Regions from separate parts of the Rattus norvegicus genome. Here region 2 is linked to region 1. Evidence: chromatin contacts called from public Hi-C data. All regions are on one chromosome and are shown on one strand. Each heading gives the region's core, a stretch centred on a gene start, on an enhancer-like site or on the middle of the called end of the contact. The rest is flanking DNA. Distances are from core to core; before and after follow the strand shown. Region 1 holds the start of Hpf1 (histone PARylation factor 1). Region 2 holds the start of Aadat (aminoadipate aminotransferase).

Region 1 (3,268 bases), core at 19-2,518:
CCTGTAGCATCATGTGTTTTTGTTTTAAATACAAAACAGTTCTATTTCAACAGTCTTAGCAGATAATTGGTGATGGCTATTATTGGCAGTCATAAACATTCCACTAGACCATCTCTCATCTTATTTCCAGTTAAGCCAACTATTCTGCCAAAGCAGCCCTGGGTACCCACAAAGAGATTTCTCAATTCTTTAACTCAAGATGCTTCAGAATCCTCAAATCCCTAATAATTAGATTTTGGGACAGCTGCTCTCTTTAGACCACATTTTTAACTTGGTGTTGTGAGAAAACACGACACAACGTGAAAATACCTATGTCCATCATCCACTGACCGTTAAGCCTTAGCATAACCAGTTTTAAACACAGCTGGGGTAACTTTTGTTAAACAATCCTTTCCTTGTTTAACTCCTCATACATTAGCTACTGTATGCTTAAGAGAACCCATGAAATCATGTAAGAGTCCAGACTGGTCAATCTATAATCTATCACTCATCAGCGATCCCGTATCCCTTACACTTCTATGTCAGGGGAAATCTCTTAGTTTTCTTCTCTGCCAGCAAGAACGATTTTCAAACCCGAGTTGCCTTAAAGGTCGTCTTGCCAGGCGGTGGTGGCATACGTCCTGGAGGCAGAGGCAAGAGGATCTCTGTGATTACAAGGCTACATATTAAGTTCTGATCTACATATCAAGTTCTAGGAGAGCCCGGGCTACCACATAGAGAGACTGTCTTAAACAAAAGATGTCTCTAACAACTCCAGGGCTTGTCAAATCCAGCACCTTTACACACCTGCGTTTACTCCAAGCAAAAACAAACAAAACAAAACAAAACAAACAAAAAAAAACAAAAAAAAAACTTAAGGTGAAATGTACGTTCGTGTGTGCCTTGCCGCCCTGGTAGCTCCTCCAGCTTCCATCAGCTGTTCAGTGAGTGAATGGGTGAATGGGTGAATGAGTGAATGAATGAATGAATGAATGAATGAATGAATGAATGAATGAATGAATGAATGAATGAATGAATGATCCGTCCACCGGTTGCATAGCTTCGCGGGAACTGCGCCCAGAGAAGCTGGCTGGCGCTGGAAAGGAACGACTTTCCCGGGCCGTTCCTAGGCAGAGCGGCCCTCGGCTCCACCACCGCCCACAGCGTCCGTACACCCAGCTCATCCCGCCTCGCCTACCTGCGGTCCCGCCCCGGCGGGTCGGCGCTTCCCGCCACCGCCGACCATCCCGCAGCCGCAGCGCACCGAGGCCCGCGTTCCCGCCGCTTCCGAGCGCCCACTACTGCTTCCGGGTTCAAAAGCCGCCAATCCGAGCTGCCGCTCAGCCACTCAGCCGCCAATTTAGAGACTAGGCTCCGCCTTCTGATACGGGGAAGGACGCAAAGTCCCGCCCCGAGATCTGGGGTGGCACCGCCCCCTGAGCGCAAGCGCTGCCCCCTGAGCTACCGTCAGGGCCCCGCCCATTGCCTAGCGCTCGTGCTGGATACACTGGAGAACCTGAGATTATCAAATTTGGGTGCCTTAAGGAGCTACAGACTTTGTCCTCAGATGCATACTGCTGGCAAGATAAATAGATTTAAGATGCTGCTTCACTTCAGCCTTTTCGTTTTCTTCATCTCTATTCATTTAAAGAATTATTTTTGCGCTCTATCCCTTTCCCTTCCTATTATTGCACTATTATTGTCTGTAATTCCTCTCGTCGTCTTCGGGAAGTAAACCAACCTTTTTTCTTTCCCTCCCTACAGTTTCCTTCCCTATATCTTCACAATTGTCGCCCCCCCCCCCCCGTTTCCATCCTCATTTTCATTTCTCTCTCCTCTTAGTGTAAGAACTGAACCGCCACCAGCAGCAGCACCAGGAAGCTAGTTAAAAAGTCACATTGTTAGGCTCTATCCAGAGTTTAAAAGTCAGAATCTGACTCCCAGGAATAATATGGTTTGGATAACACACTCCTCCACCACCTTCCCAGCAATGTTCTATTCCCCACTCTTGAGGTGAAGTCTCTCTTCCTTATTCATAATTTGTATACTCTCATTTTGTGGAACATCTCCTTGGTTTTAAAATGATTTTGTTTTTGTCTTTAGTTACGTGCGCGTATAGATTTGTGCGTGTGTGTGCTAGTACCCCCAGAAGCCCAAAAAGGCATCGGATTCTCTGGAGATAGAGTTAAAAGAGGTCGTGAGCCACTCGACGTGGGCAAGGGCAGTATATTACTCTTAACCACTGAGCCCTTATCCTCCGGTTTTGAGGAGCACTTCAAACCAGATGCACAGCTGCTTACTAGCTGTAAGTGAGGCAGGGGTGAAAGATAGAGAAAATTAAAAGAACACTGGAAAGGTAACACTCCCTCCATTATCCTGCCCCACTCATCAGTTGCCTGTTTCACACTAGCTGAAAGAATTTCAACACACCTAGCAATACTTGAAAAGACTGTAAATAATATAAAATCTTTTCAGGTGACTGTGCAACCTTTTCTGAGAGCCATTTGAAACAAGAGTATGTAAACACCCAATAAGCCACACTTAGAGTCAGAATGTATGGTTTTTGAGCCGTATGACCTTTTATCTCATTCATAAATCTAATCAGTACACCTCTTAAAACACTATAATCTCATTTACAAGGTAAGATTCTTTAAAAATAAGTAAGTCGATTTTTTATGTTTAATTTTAAAACTTTAATCTTTGAGGCTGGTTATAAATTACATCCTTTGAACAGTGCAATTTCAAGATCTCTGTAAAATATAGATTTTTAAAAGGCATTAAAGTACATCTCTTATCCTGTTTTTCTTTTGTTTTGTTTTTGGGTTTTTGTTTTGTTTTGTTTTGTTTTGTCTTGTCAACTTGTCAACCTCAATAGGGAAAATGCCTTTATCAAATTGCCTGTAGGCAAGTCTGTGAGGCATGTCCTTGATTAATGATTGATGTAGGAGGTCCCAGCACACCAAGGACTTTGGCACTCGTGGGCAGGTGGTCCTAGGTCCTTTCAGAAAGCATATTGGATCAGTCATGAAAGCAAGCCAGTAATCAGTGCTCCTCCATGGTCTCTGTTTCAGCTATTGCTCCAGGTTTCAGTGTGAGTTCCTGCCCTGACTTCCCTTCATGGTGGACTTAGGCTGTAAGAAGAAATAAGTCCTTTCCTCCCCATGTTGCTTTTGGTCATTGTTGGGCTTTTTTTTTTTTTTTTTTAACATTTGTTAATTCTGTACCAGGAGAGAATTACATGTTTTCTGTTTTGTAAATGTCTGTCCTTCCTCATCTGCAATCTAGAATT
Region 2 (3,123 bases), core at 403-2,902, 320 kb after region 1:
CATCTTATATTTTAAATTTTGTCATGTTGAGTTAGAAGCTTGTTCTTTTCTAATGAGAGACAGAAAGGGAATGAATCTAGATGGGAGAGGAGTTGGGGAGGAACGGAGGAGTGGCGAGGAAAGCATATTTCAGGATAAAATATATGAGAAGAGAGTCTATTTTCTATAAAAACAATACATCCACATTTAGTTCTTTTAAAATAGGAAAGATCATTATTGTTCAAGGACTGTTCCATACATTTCCTCTCTCTTCCCACTATGATGCTTCACCTAGTGTTCTTTTCAGTATCATACTCAGCTCAAATGGGACTTTCTTCTAGATGTTTCTCTGGCTTTCCCAGTCATTTAAAGTTGAAAGCTAGTCCCTGGGGTGTGTGAAGCATTTAGTACTGATTTTGGTTTTTGTATTTTAAAATTTCTTCTCCCAACTTCCCCTATCATTGTACACCCCATCAACAAAAGAATTCAGTCACTTTATCAATGGCATTGGAAAATGAACCAGTATGAGCCTACATCTATTGAACACTTACCCATAGCTTGAGGAATATTGGAGGGCCCTTTGAAACATCTCTCCTTCAAACCGGATGGTGCTTCCGTTCTCCACAGTGAAGACAGCTGACTTAAAGGGGAACACTTTCGGGTTCGGAGATCCAGGAGCCAGGGAGATGATGTCTTTGGGTGCTCTACTCATTATCTCCACTATGATAAACACGGAAAAAAAAATTCGTCCACTGTCCCGTGGTCTGAACGTTAGTGTCTCTGACCAAGTCTTATACTAGAATCTAGTACTCGATATGATATATTAAAGATGGGATTAGATCACGATAACTCTGCCTTCAGAAACGAAATTTCCTTCTAAAGAGGCCGAACTGCAGCGAGAAGCATCGTCTATTTGGATTTGCCCTCACGGGTACCTGATGTTGGACATGGTGGCCTCCGCCACCGAGAGAGTATTCTTGCTGTTTATTGAATTACTGCTCCTCTAGTCTGACGTAGCAGCATACTGGGCTAAGACTGAATGCTAGTCTAAAATAAGTGCAAAATAACTTTTTCTAGGCTTCCTCACTGCCGGAGGAATCCAAGAATGCAGATGGCCAAGAAAAAGGGCTCTCCGCAGTAGCAGAAGGCCTTTCTCCCCGTTGCCCAATACCTACCTGCTCCACCTCTGGCTCCCATTCCCCAGTCCTGTCTTCCCTGTAGAGCCTTTCTTGCAAGGTGTACCCCATGTTTGGCCCCCAGGCTCATCTCTAAATACTCCTGCAAAAGTAGTCACTGCTTTGCTTTGCCTCTGGCCCAAGCTCTTAGTGAACAAAAGTTAAGTAACTCCTCCTTCACTAACGCTCACAGACTGTCTTCACACTTGAATGAATGGGCGCGACCTAGCGGTGATCACCAAAACAGGGCACCGCACAGAGCTTCGGCTAAGAAAACTCAACTCTTGCAGAGCGGAGCGGGCTCCGGCTTTGTTTTTCACCTGTAGCTCTGATAGGGGATGTCTTTCTGGCCAGGCTCGTTGCAGTGAGGAACCTTGAGTAATTCATGTCTCTGCTGGTCGCGTGGAACAGGACTAGAAAAGTCGGTCACTGAGAACGGCTTCCCAGATCACTCGGGCTGCACTGTTAGCTGTCTCCGGGTAGTGCTGCGGAGTGCCACCCAATCTGCCTGGCTAACAGCCGCTGTCAGTGTCTGAGATCTAAATAGGCCCGGGTCAGGCGACAGAAGGGACAAAGTTCATCCACCGAGTGGCAGTATCTGACCCGAGTGGACCGCAGTCGGCCACGCCCCCTCCCACCCCGCGTCCTGGCCTATGGCAGCTGACCTCAGGCCACCTAAGTCATCGGTCAGGGATGGGCGTGGCGAGAGGCCCTGCTGTGATGCACAATAGCAATCGGATCGGTGCCCGAATTCACTTAAAAGCAGGATGGATTCTGGACCTTGCTGCTCAGTCTTGCAGTACAGCGTTGCTATTGGCCACGCCCCCCACTCCGGCCCTCCCGGACAGATCTTGAAATGAGTGCCCGGAACTGGACAGATCTCAGGTCTCAGGTCTCAAGATCTTTGTCCTTCACTACCCTCTGGTGGTGGTTTTGTTCCATTGCAACGGGTACCAAGAGGCGCTCTCAGTATCGAGGTCTCTCTCTCTCTCTCTCTCTCTCTCTCTCTCTCTCTCTCTCTCTCTCTCTCTCTCTCTCTCTCTCTCTCTCTCTCTCTCTCGCTCCCTCTCTCATCCCTACCCCTAAATCTTCAAGGGGACCCAGATGAATTCAGGTAACTCTTCAAAACAGAAGCCTGGTACAGTGAGTGGGGAGAGTTAACCCACCCTCGCAAATTTGAAAACTTAGTCTTCAGTCTCCTCAATTTTCAGCCTCTTCTCTCACTGAATTGCAGAACTTTCACTGTGTAAGAGCTCGGTTCAAAGTGTGTTGGATATGGTGCAGATAAAGCGATTATCAAATTCGAAATTACCTGGTCGATGACGATACAAAGAGAAACTGTCTTAAGTTTAGTTATTTAAAGGAGTGCACAGTGAAGGGCTCAGGGAGTCCTTTCAGCAGTCGAGGTGCCCGCGCCATATAGTGATCGAGTTCCAAAATTATTAAAGAACAGTTGAAAACACAGGGTTAAAGCTTGTCCCGGGAAACGGGAGATCTCATGACTCTTGAGGTGTCAGCTTTATTTGACCATGGTGGTTTAAAACAGTCATGGTGGTAGGGGACTTTCCACTCAAGAGGACGGTCCTTAGACTGGTGAGGGGGGCTTCGGAAGTTATAACCATTATGAGGCTAAAAGAAATACGCCACAATTCGCCTGACTTCTCAGCATTGAAGGTCACCCTCTTACTGCACTCTTACACTCTGAAGACACAACACAAAGCATAGACTCTTAGACCATCAAATCATGAAATACAGAGTTTTTAAAAAAAGCTGGGGCTGGGGATTTAGCTCAGTGGTAGAGCGCTTACCTAGGAAGCGCAAGGCCCTGGGTTCGGTCCCCAGCTCCGAAAAAAAGAACCAAAAAAAAAAAAAAAAAAAAAAAAAGCTTGCTGCATTTTCTATGCAGACTTTTCTGTGTTTTAGTTAAGTTTAAATATTGTCTGGATAAAACGCCATGACCAAGGCAACT

Evidence for each region. Hi-C and Micro-C count contacts between places; a contact is called where the count stands out from the background.
Region 2: a Hi-C map of liver shows a contact between it and region 1, with 4 times the contacts expected there. The contact joins the promoter of Aadat here to the promoter of Hpf1 in region 1. A contact is called at or near these places in 6 of 12 Hi-C or Micro-C datasets (the Rat2 cell line, Schwann cells, frontal cortex and 3 more).

Annotation. Positions count from the first base shown.
Region 1 is chr16:34,229,219-34,232,486 of GRCr8, forward strand. It overlaps Hpf1 (histone PARylation factor 1), which reads right to left and starts at 1,269. Exons shown (of 8, transcript NM_001169105.1): 1 at 1,178-1,269. The coding sequence starts at 1,225.
Region 2 is chr16:34,553,528-34,556,650 of GRCr8, forward strand. Aadat (aminoadipate aminotransferase) reads right to left here and starts at 1,653. Exons shown (of 13, transcript NM_017193.1): 1 at 1,475-1,653; 2 at 531-699. The coding sequence starts at 1,541.